Regions from separate parts of the Sorghum bicolor genome. Here region 2 is linked to region 1. Evidence: chromatin contacts called from public HiCAR-type data. All regions are on one chromosome and are shown on one strand. The core of a region is the stretch at or near the end of the contact, and the rest is flanking DNA. Distances in the headings are between cores, read along the strand shown. Region 1 holds the start of LOC8061693 (probable uridine nucleosidase 2). Region 2 holds the start of LOC110433016 (R3H domain-containing protein 1-like).

Region 1 (6,751 bases), core at 3,862-6,361:
TTTGACCTTAGAGCCAAGCTTAAAAAATTGAACTCTTAGTCCTGCGTTCTTAGAACTAGAACCAAACATGCCTTTGGCATCTCCAATATCACTAGAGGGTTAATACAAGGAGAAAGAAGAACCACATCCAAAGGTCTTCCACAACAAAAAGTTGGCGGTACTCCAGGACAAAGTACAATCAAGTCCTAGGTGGATTTTGATTTTGTTGACCATATAATTAAAGGACTAATGATTTTGCTAGATATTGACAGCATATTATTTATCATAGGCATATGAAACATTAATGGAGACCCGCCAACTCAAAAGGATAGCTTGGAACCTCAATGGGCTAGAGAAGATGCTCCTAATGGTCATTTTTCTACTTTAGTCACTCCCATCTGACCAACAACTCTCTTCTCTCCTCCATTGATGCTCCTAATCACTTTTGTCTAAAAGCTATGTGACCCTTTGAAGTGATAGGCTCCTAGAGAGAGGAAAAGGTAGAGAAGATAAGATCCACCCGACGAGTGCTTGGTGAAGCCCTAGCCGTCCACTGTGTTTGTTACTCTTGGATCTTGGACTCTTAGCCAGCTAGAGGTTGCCTAGGAGCTTCTAATTAGGTACCTTTGTGACTTGGAGAAAACCTCAACCTCACTGCCTTAGTGGTGGGTTTGAGAAGAAGTGTGAGTTGAAAGAGACTCCATAGCCTCAATCAATTGCAATTGTGTATATGGTCTTCTGTTTCCCAAACAATGAGAAGTCACCACCAGGGTTACTATTGTTACCAGTTTGCATTGGAACAGGCTGTGTACACGTGAATGATGTCAACACTCTACGAAGCAGTGAAGCATTTTTTTCGAAAGCGTGCATTGGCACGTGTTGCTTTAAGGGAAAAGGGGAGTCTGAGTACAAGCACGTAAAGAACCATGGTGAGATGCCATGAGCTGACGGCCAAACACACTAACACAGAGCACCGGCTTTAACGGTGGAGCTTAACCGGTATACTAAGGAAAAGAACTATTCCGCTCAAAGAGAGAGGGGGAGGGGGACACTCTAGGAGATTAGGTGAACGAGCGGCGAGAGGAGCCGGTATCCTGCTGCCACCCACGATTCCATCTCTTCCTGGATGCGCGCTTTAGAAGCAAGGAGCAGGAACGGTAGGCGCCGTCGAACGTCCGCCGGTTGCGCTCCTTCTAGATCTCCCAGGTGACCAAAAGAACAATGGAGTCAAACGGCTTGCGCACATCGGCATGAATGACACTCCTTGTTTCCAGCCACCAATCCGCGAGTGTGCCTTCCGTACCCGGGGCATGTTGCTGAAGGTTCGCGATGCTCAGTAGGCGGAATCATACCTCCCTACTGTAGACGCAAGCGAGGAGAAGGTGGTCGGAAGTCTCGTCCTGCTGTCCACAGAGTGAACATACCGCCGTCTGCTGTAGTCCATGGCGTGCCCTTCTAGCTGCTGTCCAAAGCCGTCCATGAAGAGCCAGCCAGAAGAACTTGACCTTGGGCGACGCCTTGGTCTGCCACAGCTCCTTGGCACCCAGAAGTGTGGTCGAGCCCACAAAGAAGGCGCGGTATGCAGAAGAGCTGGAGTACTGCCCATCAGAGGTCCATTTCCATGTGAACTTGTCGGCGACGCCTGGCGTGAGGGTCACCGCACGCAGCCCGTCGTCCACCTGATCTGCTATGTCCTGGAACCAGAAATGTCTCGCACCCATCGTTCACCTTCCATCGCTGCGCGTACGGTGCATATTGTTTCTGATGAAATTATTACTCATGTGTCTATGGAGTATATGCAATGAAAAAAAAACACCATACCAGTTTAATAGCCAAATTAAGACACATATGCTGCAATTTAAAAAATCTCAAATTGATTTGAAGTCCTCCAAAGGAACCAATGATTGACATAATAGTGTTTGCAGTGCGTCAAATGTGAATAAATATCTACATCTCAAATTTGGTGCACATCTGGTGTGCGAGAACGCAGTGCTCATAACATGTTAGTTAATTCCGTTCACTGTTTGATGACGAGCTCCTTCACAAATGCGACCACTTTGGGCACATCGACCGTCCATGCGACCGAAATCGGCGAGTAGCCAGTCCATGGGTTCTCTGAATTCCACCTGCACCAACCAACGTGATGCAGCAACAATTGACGATGAGTTACAATCTCTAAGGTGCAAGAAAAAAATGCAACAACCGCTTACTTCTTCAGCAACATGTCCATGGAAGTATGCCCGACGCAGATGCCCTGTGTCTCCACCCTCACCACACCCTTCTTGAACGTGAACATCTCCGGACAAACCAGCGCGGCAAAGCTCACCGGATCATGTAGGAAAATCACTGACCGAAACCAGAAACATGAGCTCAAAGTGTCATGACTCTGAAGATGGCAGTGTATGTATATAACACAAAGCTATGTATTGTTGCAGCGTACCAGGAGCACCATAAGACTTGATGTGCCAGTCCAAGTAGAACTTGCATACATCACATAGGAATTGCGCGTGCTTCCCTTTTGAGTTTCTTAGCTCCAGGAGATCCTTATCTGCAAGTATCAGCAGGTTCAGTACCTCACATACACATGGTAACTGAAATGAGAAAGGATGACCATATTCATATTTCTTCAGGATTTCAGGGAAGATCAAGTACCTGTGAAGCTAACTTGCGTTGTGATGTTGAGGCCAACGACATAGATGTCTGCCCCAGAAGTGAAAACTATATCGGCTGCCTCCGGGTCGCTGTGGATCTGCAAAGGGTAAATTAAGACATTACATTAGGCCCGACAAATCACGGTTCAGACTTCTGGTAGCACACCGGCTCACATGATTGGCATTACATTTGCTTCAGCAGAAGGGGTGGCATTTCCAGCTGCAAAGAATGCTCCACCCAGCACAACAATCTTCTTAACATTTTTCACAAAGGAGGGATCCTTCTTGATGGCCTGAGAAACATTATAGCATATCTTTACCTCAGCAATCAATCATATACTATCGCTCCCAAAATTCTACGGAAAGAACATACCAATGCTATGTTTGTCAGAGGACCCAAGGCAAGCACAGAGACCTCTCCAGGAAATTGCGAGACCTTATCAACCAAGAAGTCAGCAGCGCTTTCCTCAACTTTCTTGATAGTGGGATCAGGAAGAACTATGTTCCCGAGGCCATCAGATCCATGAACAAAGTCGGCAACATGCGGCTTTCCTCCCTATTCACAACACAAAAATTTGAAACATTCAATATTTCAATGACACATAGCTGAATTAATTACCCAACTCAGCAGGATGCATAAAGTCACTTTCAATGGACTTGGCATCAAACGATATAGACAGCAGGCAATGCCGTTTCGTGTGATATACGAAATTTTGAAACTTGACCTGGTTGACTTCCTGGTTGAACTATCACTTCTTTTAGTGGGAAAAATAATGATTGAAATGGAGACTCTACTGAACACATTTTAATATTGTAGATTGTTTAGTTACATTGATTCTTTCATTATGCCTGTGAACTAGCTGTCGGGAAAAAACATATTAGAACTACTAATGTGCCACCTAAAGCTACACGAAATTTTCTCTGGTCCAACAACCGTTCCTAAGACATGTAGCAGCAAATTGCAAACTAGGTAGTGTGACCAATACCTTGAGAGGCTCATGGCTGCCCTCTGCTACTGGAACCTCAGGATGGCCTGCCTTCTCGCACTGTTAGCATTGCAGATGAAGTAGAATTGCAAGTGTAAGTAAAGCTGAAGAAACGAAGTGGAAAAGGAGCATTTGTCATGAATACATCTAATACTACTCGCCAGGATCAAGGCGTTGCGTGTGGCGTGCTCCGTGGTGCAGTTGCCGAAAATGGTGGTGAGCCCTAGGACTTGCACTCCCGGCAACTGGAAAGCCATCATGATCGCCACGCTGTCATCTGGAATCAGAGGATGAATATTGCAAATTCTCCATGATGACATCACAAAAGTTTAAATGTTCGGAGGTTAATCTAAGGTGAATATGTGATGCTGGTCACTGGTCAGTGTCCAGGCACGCAAATTCTCCATGATGTCATCACAAAAGTTTAGATGTTTGCAGGTTAATCTAGATGGACGAATATATAATGGTGGTCACTTGTCAGTGTCCACTGTCCAGGTCTGCAAATTCTCCATGACGATTTCGCTAAAGTTTAAAGTATACTTGGAGACCTCTTTAAGAAAGAGAGGCATCTTTTCAAAATACAGAATCCGAAAGAGTGACATCTTTGGCCCCTCTGCTGTACGGATATTCGTAGACTATGAGCGGATATTCGTGGACTCTGATGCAGAAAGTATATGATGCAATGCACAGGCATAAAAATATGATCCTAAACTACCAGATAAGCAATTTAGTGGGAAGAAAAGGTGAAGGAATTTTGCAACACATCTCAAATGTTCAGTTAGCAATTCCCCAGTGGGAGCAGACAGAAGCGGTGAGAATTCCCACGAATCAGAACTGGTCCAAGTCCAGGGGTCAGCAAGTAAATCAACCAGGGATATATATATATATATATATATATATATATATATATATATATATATATATATATATATATATATATATATATATATATATAGAGAGAGAGAGAGAGAGAGAGAGAGAGAGAGAGAGCAGAGGTGTCAAAGTTCACCAAGGAATGAAGCAAGGCATGGCAACTAGCATCGATCGACCTAGTAGCATAATCTGAATCTGAATGAGTAATTTATAGCGAGGGAAAGAGAGGAGAGTTTTGCGCACCGATGCCGGGATCTGTGTCGATGATGAGCTTCATCTCCTCCCGCTCGTCGCTGCGGTCGATCTGCCCGTTGCCGCCCTCCATCTCCAAGACTCCGATCGTCGTCTTCTTCCTCCCTCCAGTCCCGTCGATCCGTTTGAGGCAGGCAGCAGGCGGCCTGACTAGACTATCTAGCAAGGTAGGGGATTGGAGATGGTGCAGACGACAATGATTGATTGATTGATCGATCGAATCGATTTCGAGGGAGGAGGAGGAAACGGATCGGAGAGGAGGTGGCGGCGGCGGCGGCTGCAGTAGTCTCACTCGATCGACAAGTAAGCAAGGCCAACTGCCCAGGCACATGAATTGTGCTATATACTCTCTCGTCGTGTGTTGGTTGGTGAATGAAGAAGCAAACGCATGTGATTGTGATGGCGACCGAATGAACTACTGGCCGTCGTGCACTGCTGGCTCATGGCGTCGGCTAGCCGTCCGATCAGAAACCGACGGACGGCACGGCGGATCGGAGGTCGGGACGCGTGAGGGTGAGGGTGAGGGTGACGTGCACGGGTGCTACTCAGCACCAACCCAACGCCAACGCGTGCGTGAGAAATGATGCACCGCTTTCGCTCTCTGCCTCCCATCATCTCCGATCCTTTTTTTTTTCCTTGCAATGCGCGGCGGACGATTATCACCGTCGCCGACGACTGAAATACCACGTACGTCAGCGGCAGGTGTGTCCGCTTTCCTGACGACCGACGTGTAAAGTAAGAAAAATTAAATGCACGCCCTCTCGATGTTTAAACTTCAGCTTCACCGGCCATGGATATTGATATTGCATCATCAGTTTACGTACAACTACTGTTTACTGAGCATGATGTAAGCAGTTACAATTAGCCAGCGCCGACATGGCCTTGTTTAGATACAACAAAAAAAAACCCCAAAACTTTACAAGATTTTCCATCACATCGAATTTTGTGGCACTTGCATGGAACATTAAATATGGATAAAAAAGATAACTAATTGCACACGATACGAATCTTTTAAGTCTAGTTCTTGTTTAGATGCAAAAAGTTTTTGGATTTTGACACTGTAGCATTTTCGTTTTTATTTGACAAACATTGTCCAATTATGAAGTAACTAGGCTTAAAAGGTTCGTCTCGTGATTTACAAGTAAACTGTGCAATTAGTTATTCTTTTTATTTATATTTAATACTTCATGCATATGCCGTAAGATTCGATGTGACGGAGAATCTTGTAAAGTTTTGGATTTTTGGGTGTATCTAAACAAGGCCTTACTCTATGATTGGATAATGTTTGTCAAATAAAAACGAAAGTGCTATAGTGTCAAAATCCAAAATATTTTTGGATCTAAACAAGGCCAATGGACTCTTATCTTATTAGGCTATACGGCGCTCCCAAATTAAAAGTGGATGGGCAGGATAATTAAGTTTGTGGCTAGGTAATGGTTGATCCCAACGCCAAGCGGACAAATCAAGAGACGAGCATGTACCTACATTGGGTTTGCCATTTTGCCAACCGTGAGTCGTGAGACCTGCTTGAGACGGCAATGCAAGTTGCCACATGGGAACGTGGTCGTTGCCATCCGCTGCTGCCGCCTTTTCTAGTTCAGTGTGATCCATGCATCGATATCGGGCGCATGATGCCAGCGACAATAATCATGCATGTTCTTCCGCATCAACCATTACTACACAAATCATTTTACAAAACGGTATTTTTTATTAACAAAGGCGGTAATGAAGTCCAACCGTCTCGATTAATGCCTATGATTAACGGGGATGGGCTTTTTTAATTTACCGAGGAAGTCTTCTTAAGTCAATTGCCTCCAAAAAATAATATATTTTCGAAGGCGGTTGCCTAAAGATGACCACCTACATAAAACCATTTCTAGAGGCGGGGACACTATGATGCCCGCCTCCAGAAAGGCCGAGGTCCAACAGGCCAGGAGAGACCCAATAAACATCTTCAAATATAAATACAACAACTTAGGGTTTCTCATTCACCACTTCTCGTTCTGAGAC
Region 2 (7,480 bases), core at 1,652-4,151, 160 kb after region 1:
TCATATGTTGTTATATCCTGTTGTACACATCTCACATATTTGGATGTAGGATATTAGGCTTGGTTGATATAAGCATGACTAATCCCTTTTTGATCTTATTGTCACATGCTTATAGAAACCAAGTCACTTGAAAACCTCACTTCAAACATACTCGAGGTTATTGTCATTAATCACCAAAAAGGGGGAGATTGAAAGCATCTAGGCCCCTAATGAGTTTCGATGATTAATGACAATGTTGATTACTATAACTAACGTATGTTTTATAGAGGCAAAGTCATTTGTGTTAGGTCATGGTAATGGCAATCGATGGACTAAGTCGTTCATGTCGACTTAATGGTGGAAATCATTTCGGTTTTCAAAGGATGGTTGGACATCGTCGAGACTACACTAGGTCTAGGTGCCATATGGTGAAGAAGGGCACTTAGAGTAGTTTAGGACTTTGTTTTTCCTTTGACCGTACTATTAAGGGGGGCATTGAATGGGTAGCTTGACCTAGGCAAGACTTTAGGTCTAGGTGTGGTGCACACTTGGTAAATCTAGCACTAGACAGCTCTAAGAAAGTCCTTAGATCGAGAGAACCAAACTTCATTTTGGAAAGTTCACGTTTCGACGAAGTTTGGGTGCTGAAACAGCACTGGACGCTAGCACCGGACACTCTGTGAGTGCGTCCGGTGATGCTGACGTGGGTCAGCGCATCTAGGTGCCTAGGGTTAGGCACCGAATGCACGCACCGAACTCGCCGGGGTGCGTCCGGTCCCATACCGAGGGAGGTCTGCAGAGTGACCATGCACCGGATGCGGACACCGGACCCACCGTGGTGCATATGGTCCCGTACCCAAAGAGGGTTGCATTCTGCTCTCTCACTGGATGTGGATCAGGTGAATCTCGGACTCACTATGAGTGCGTCCAGTGCATGGTAGATGCAAGTACAGTTAGCCATTAATGGGCACCGGATGCTCTGCGGAGCGCATCCGGTGCAACATTGAGCGCGTCTGGTGCTCCCATTTTTCTAAGGAATTCGGGTGGCCGGCCCATGGAGTTGATGGGGAGTATTTATACTCCTCCATCTCGTCCATGGGAGCTCTCTTGCCCATTTGTTCAGTTGAAAAACACCTTCTGGTGCAAGAGAGAAGCAATAGCCTAGAGAGGATTGAGAATTGAGTGTTTTCTTGAGTGAATCCTTCTCTAGTGAGTTCCAAGAATTTAAGTGTGCATCCATCACTCTCTAGAGCTTTGTTTGGGTCAAGTGAGAGTTCTTTGCTTGTTACTCTTGGTGATCGCCATCACCTAGACGGTTCGGTGGTGATTGGAGGCACGAAGACCGCCTAGAGTTCTTGTGGGTGGCTCGTGTCAAGCTTGTGAGCGGTTTTGGGCGATTCACCGCGATGGAGTTTCAAAGAATCAGCCCGTAGAGAGCACTTCGTCGTTGCGTGGACCAAGGGGGAGCAAGACCCTTACGCGGGTGCTCCAACGAGGACCAGTGGAGAGTGGCGACTCTCCGATACCTCGGCAAAACATCGCCGCGTTCTTCTTGCTCTCATCTTTTACTTTCTAGCACTTATTTTGAGCATTTACATTCCTAAAATTGCCATGCTAGAATAGGATTGGAACTAGATTACAGAACTTTTATCTGGTAGCTCTCTAGAACACACATAGGCACAGGGGGTTGAATTGAAGCTTATAGGTTGCTTAAATTTTTAGAGAAGCCAAATTCATCCTCCTCTTGGGCATCTTGACCCTTTCAACTGGTCGCCGAGCATCATCTCGTTCGAGGGGCTAGAAGCACCTTGGCCTCCTAGACGGCGGTGCCTTGGCCTCCTCGACGGCAGCAGGTCGTGTTGCCGTAGTTACCAGAGGAGGTCACCAGCTGGATCGAGGGGTTATTGGAAACAGTTGCGCGAGGCGAGGCGAGGCGTGCGCACACCACCTTGATTTGCTAGGGGCCTGATGGGGCCACCACAGCAGAACAAAATCGAGTGAGGTCGAGCGGCGCCGGGCACTGGTTGATCTTGGCCTAGACCTCGTCCACTTCGAGACAATGGCGGCGGTAGGACGAACAACCCCTCCTCACCAATCCACTCCCACCGACTCCTCCATCGTTCTCACCCGTCCCTGTCGCCATGGCCATCGGCATAAGATGGGATAGGATTAGGGGTCATTATCGGCGGGGAGGAGTAGGGAGGCGGCGGATGGGGAATTGGGGACTGAGCCGGGAGGAGCCGAGGAGGAATGTGATGATGGGTTTCTTTGTTCGCGCCGATGGGTTTCCTTGTGCGCGCGATGCGGGATGCGACGGGGATGAAAGCGCTAGTGGGGACGGGATTGTCGAGCAGAGGCTTTCCTTGTTTGTGCGACACCGGACGCTTGAGACGTGGATTGCAGGTGGCGGGCAGACGGATGAAACAAACAATTGTCGCACAAAAAATTGTACATACTTTATTTTTTTAGTTGTAGGAGATTAATAACTTCTGACCTATAGAATCACAGTTTTAAGATATTGCAGTATTTGAAAACCGCATAATCCAAACATAGACGCGTTCAAATGGGGAAACAAAACCGCGGTCACGTGCTTAGCGTTCGCGTCAGTTGATGCAGAGAAGAAACGCAAGGAATTTTCTGTCGATCCCAAGAACAGAGGACGCGGCGCGGACGCTTTCAGAGAAGCGGGTGCGCGTACTCCGCACGGTCTTGGCACACGAAGAAAACACCACCGAGTGGGACTGGGATCCCGTGTCCCTCTGGTTTCGTTCACAAACCCACCCCCCCCCCCCCCCCCCCGCGCGTACCGAAACCAACCCTCCGTGTCACGAATGGGGTCAGCCCGCACGGGAACGCCGCAAGGGTAATCTCGTAACTTCCCCTGCGCACCCGCTTCGTCTCCCTATCCTCCTCGCCTTCGCCTAGATTCCTATCTCCACCGCGTTCGGGCTCCTCCCAACACCAGCCCCGCAGAACCAAACCCTAGCTGCGCTTCCCTCCTCCTCCAGATCCCGGCGCCCCGGACCCATGGCCGTGCTCGTTCCCAGCTCCAGCCTCTCTGCCCGGCGCCCCTCCGCACTCTAGCTCCGGATCGCCCGCGCACGCAAAGCCATGGAGCCCACCACAGCCGAGGACGCCGCAGCCGCAGCCGCCGCGCCGGACTCGTGGGAGACGGCCGACATCGACGGGCCCATGAGCCGGCTCATCCTCTCCGCGCGCCGCGTGTCCTCGTCGCCCGACCTCGCCGACGACCAGGACCCGCCCCAGCCGCCGCCGCCTACTCTGCAGCCGCAGAGCGGCCCGGCTTCCTCGGCTGCGCGCGAGGATTTGGTCGCTCAGGTCGATCAGTTCCTACGGGAGGCCCTCGAGAAACCAAGGGAGAGGCTTTCTGGTAAAATTCACGCCTCCCGAGTTAGTTTACCAATGGATTTGTCTGTTATGCGATTCTACTAATTTGGTGATTGGGTGACGAAAAGGTTAGCCTAGGATTCGTGCAGAGTGTTCCTTGCTTGTTTTGAGATGTAAACAGGCGGCTGGCTGCTTTAGGCCTTGTTTAGTTCGCAAAATTTTTCGTTTTTGGCACTGTAGCACTTTCGTTTTTATTTGACAAACATTGTCCAATCATAGAGTAACTAGGCTCAAAAGATTCATCTCACAAATTACAGATATACTGTGCAATTAGTTTTCATAGGACATATGGGCATATATGTTGTATTGTTGTACTTATATGCTGTGTGCTGTCTTTATGTACTTCATCCCATATGGCTTGCTACTATAGCGAGGCAACTAGGTATGTGGAAAATGTGACTGATGTATTCCATGCATTTTATGTCCTTTTAATATATGCAAACATACCTGGCCCTAAGGATAAGAGATTTATTCAACTATCAGATAGTAAAGTTCTATTCCAAAAAATATGAATTGCAGGAGTGTTTGTTCCAAGCAGCTAGTGCATCTGATTGTGGTGTGGTTCTACTACTGTTCATCTCAATTATCCTCAACTGGAACTTCACAATTTGACTGTTCCATTGCCTAATGCTTTAATTGACAAAATGCGCGGTCTTGTATTTGACTCCAGTCTATTCATTTCTGCAGTGCTAAGAATGGAGCAAGAAATTTTGAAGTTCATTCGTGACCCTAGGCGTACAGAGTTTGAATTCAATGGTCTTCCAACTTCGTATCTGCGTCTTGCTGCACATCGCCTGGCACAGCATTACTTCCTGCAGTCTATTGCCATACCAGACAACAGTTTGCCTGATGGAACTGGTTCGCGTATCATCCTCCGTAAGACATCATCCGAGTGCCGACTGCCTGCTGTCCGCCTTGCAGATATTCCAGTTAACCTGCCACAAGAAGAAAGCATCTCTGTGGCGAAAGTAGCTATTAAGCAGAGGCCTCAAAAGAATTTCCATGGCATGAACAGCTCAAGTGCTCACTCATCTAGAGAAAACCTCCAGAAAAGCGTCGAAGAAAGGAAAGAGGAATACAACAAGGCACGAGCGCGGATATTTAACAACAGCAATAGCAGTAGTGCTACTGATGGGAGATCAGCTGAGGAAGTGACTTTACCCAGTACTCTTCACAGGTCCACTTCCTTGGAGTTGAACTCAAGCAGTAGAATGGGCCAAGGGGCTGAAATTACTCTCGAAAGGAGCTTGACTACCACGTCAGCTAGCAGCAGGTCAAATAGAAGCAAGATTGATAAGGAGCCTGCAGTCAATAGAAGCAGGCAGAACAATAGGGTTGCAATTTTCAGAGACCGTGAGTCAGAGCGCAAGGATCCTGATTATGACAGAAGCTATGACAGGTCAGTTTCTTGTCTTGTTACACATGTCTTTGCTGCTATACTCCTAGCGCAACACGAACAAGAAAGCTTTTATGGTTATTTTTACCATGCTTCTGCTCCAATAGTTTCTTATGCATTGTATGTCACTGCCTTTTAAGTTTAGTGAAGTCCTACTTCATTTAACTATTGCCCTAAACTTTGAAGTCAACTGGCAAAATATCAGTTTGATTGCTAATGATGGGATGCTAAAGCATGGCAATAAGAGGATCATTTCTTATAGGAAACACTAAATCTTGTGATGTGCTTATTTTCTATTAAGTTGGTTAAGCTAGTTCGGATTACATGATACCTTTTTCTGTTCTTGTTCACTGTGGTCGACATACTTGATCCTTAGATATTCTTTTTACTCACCATGAGTGACTTGTACAGGTATATGCAAAGATTTGATCCTGGATTTGGATTTAGTGGAGGCCCATACACAATTCAACCCCTGTATGCCCCTGCTGTTAACTACAACACTGAATTCCCCCAGCTTGGTGCAGCACACCGATCACCTGTTGCTGTTGAACAGCAACCGCGCCCAATAGCTCAGCACATGCCTGCATCATGGTCAGTGGCTCAAGCATCTAATGCAATTGGCTATGGGCCAGATGGTGTCATGGGACCTTACAGCCCTGGCCATACTGGTGCACCTGTGAGATCGTCTGTTTTCATGCATGCTTCACAGCAATATGCCATACCTTCACGCCCTGGAGTCCCATTTGTACATCCACAGGAATCCATGGGACCATTTGCACAGGTCTGTATATGCATTTTTTTTCATCCTACGTGGTTCCTTTCATCCTTTGTTGATGAGTTGATATCTGCTTGAGTATTATTATAGAAGCTTATGAATTCACAGTTTATGGTTGGTATTCACTGTAATGGCATCATTCCTAGAAATCCTATTTCATTATATGTTATGCTCTGGGAGTATTTAACTTTGAATGAATTGAAACTCTTGAGATGCGCTAGTTAAATTTGCTTCTTCTCTAACATATTTCTTTTATTGGTACACAGACTCACCAACAACAACCTGATGCTAGTTTGCGCTTTGCCCGGCCCCGGTGAGGGGCCCGGGTATGCCTGCACCTGCCAGTGTGCAACGAACACATTATCCTTTGTTTTGCTGGCAGATGGTAGCAGGCATAAAAGAACCGAGAGGCGTAAGGCAGAGTCAGCCATCTGTTTGATATTGTCAGCCTGTGCGCACTCTCGGTGTAGTTGCTCCCTGCATACTGAGTGCAGGAGGGGCACTTTATACTCTGTTCTCCTTCAAGCAGAAGCCACTCGAGGTCAACCCCTCTAGTCCAATCCACAAGAAGCTGAGAGGTGAAGCATGGGCTGTGGGGCCACCTGCATGCCCCTTTCAGCTTCATTCTCAGCGCTGTTGTTTGCTCCTCATAGATTGAGATGCTGGAGGACATCTTGCCCTCATTGAATGGGCTCTGTTGTCAAAGGACTTGTGATGATGATGAAAGATTGGGATTGTGGAGTGAGCGAACGATCAGTGAGTAAAAGATTGGGACGGTCCAGTATGTGAACAGGCGACAGGGATGTGGGTTAGTGTAATTCTCACTTTCGTTTTGCCTAAAACTTTCGTTCTCTTGGCACTTTAGTAATGAAGATGAACCACATGCAGCTTTTAGCCCCATTGCCCATGGGATGGTTCCCGGTTGAGCTGAGGTGGCATGAAGACGATGTTGGGTCTTGCTTTACCTAGTGCAGGCGTGGCACCATTCTTGGTCAGGTTTAGAAGAGGAGGCATCTGTCGCAGCTGCTACTCACGTCGCTGGTGTTCTAAAGTTATTTCTAGTCAGTGCTGTGTTGTAAATCAATCCGTGTTAGTTTGAGTGACCAAACCAGTTTCTTGTACCATGTGCATGACAAGCAACGAGTCTAGTTAAGATGATGACGAATCATGTATACCTCAGTGACAGGTTTACTACAGTACAGTGTTCGGTGTTCGCATCTCCGTGGTTGTGCGTTTTATCTCGATCGTCTTTAAGGTTTCACCATTCTTTTTTAAAAGCAAAATCAAATTAGATATTACTGGAAACTAATAATATATATATACCTTTGGAAAAATCAAAATTAAGCTGTCAGTTTGGAAGCACCTTATTTGTTAGGCTATGTTTAGATTGGAGATAAAAATTTTGCCCTGTTTAGATTGGAGATAAAAATTTTTTAAGTGTCACATCGGATGTGTTGGAATGATTATAAATTTCCATTTGGCACTAACACGATGGGCCGGTCCGAGCACGACACTAAAAAGCACGGTCTAGGTACGGCACGGCCTGATGGTAGTGTCATGCCTGGGCCGCAACTTCGGCCCGTAGTGCCGGTACGGGTACGACACGGTTAATAGGCTGGCACGACGCTGACACGATTATTTCTATCGTCTGAAAGCCATGTATATAAACATCATACAACTCTTCCAAACCCTAACTTCCTAGTCAGCGGCGAAGACACATCCTTACTGCGGCCACTCTTTCTCCCGCCTGACTATACGACAGCGGTGGCGCTCGTCTTCTCCTTGAGGCAGGACGCAGAGAGCTTCTCGACTTCTCCCGAAGCCACGAGCCGACACGAGCACGATGGGCCACCGTGCCTATCGGCACGGCACGACACAGTTAAGGAGCCATAGTGCCATGCCTGGGCCGAGAGTTTGGCACG

What was found. HiCAR-type assays count read pairs that join an accessible place to other places.
Region 2: a HiCAR-type map of leaf shows a contact between it and region 1, with 6 times the contacts expected there. The contact joins the promoter of LOC110433016 here to the promoter of LOC8061693 in region 1. A contact is called at or near these places in 2 of 4 Hi-C or Micro-C datasets (leaf and leaf mesophyll) and 1 of 1 datasets of contacts at active chromatin or transcription factors (leaf).

Annotation. Positions count from the first base shown.
Region 1 is chr2:19,856,730-19,863,480 of Sorghum_bicolor_NCBIv3, forward strand. LOC8061693 (probable uridine nucleosidase 2) reads right to left here and starts at 5,112. Exons shown (of 9, transcript XM_002461943.2): 1 at 4,733-5,112; 2 at 3,778-3,893; 3 at 3,617-3,676; 4 at 3,004-3,186; 5 at 2,819-2,923; 6 at 2,632-2,728; 7 at 2,420-2,527; 8 at 2,190-2,325; 9 at 1,829-2,105. The coding sequence starts at 5,072. The coding sequence ends at 1,997.
Region 2 is chr2:20,015,392-20,022,871 of Sorghum_bicolor_NCBIv3, forward strand. LOC110433016 (R3H domain-containing protein 1-like) reads left to right here and starts at 2,902. Exons shown (of 5, transcript XM_021454548.1): 1 at 2,902-3,370; 2 at 4,075-4,786; 3 at 5,195-5,564; 4 at 5,825-6,366; 5 at 6,447-6,796. The coding sequence starts at 3,091. The coding sequence ends at 5,875.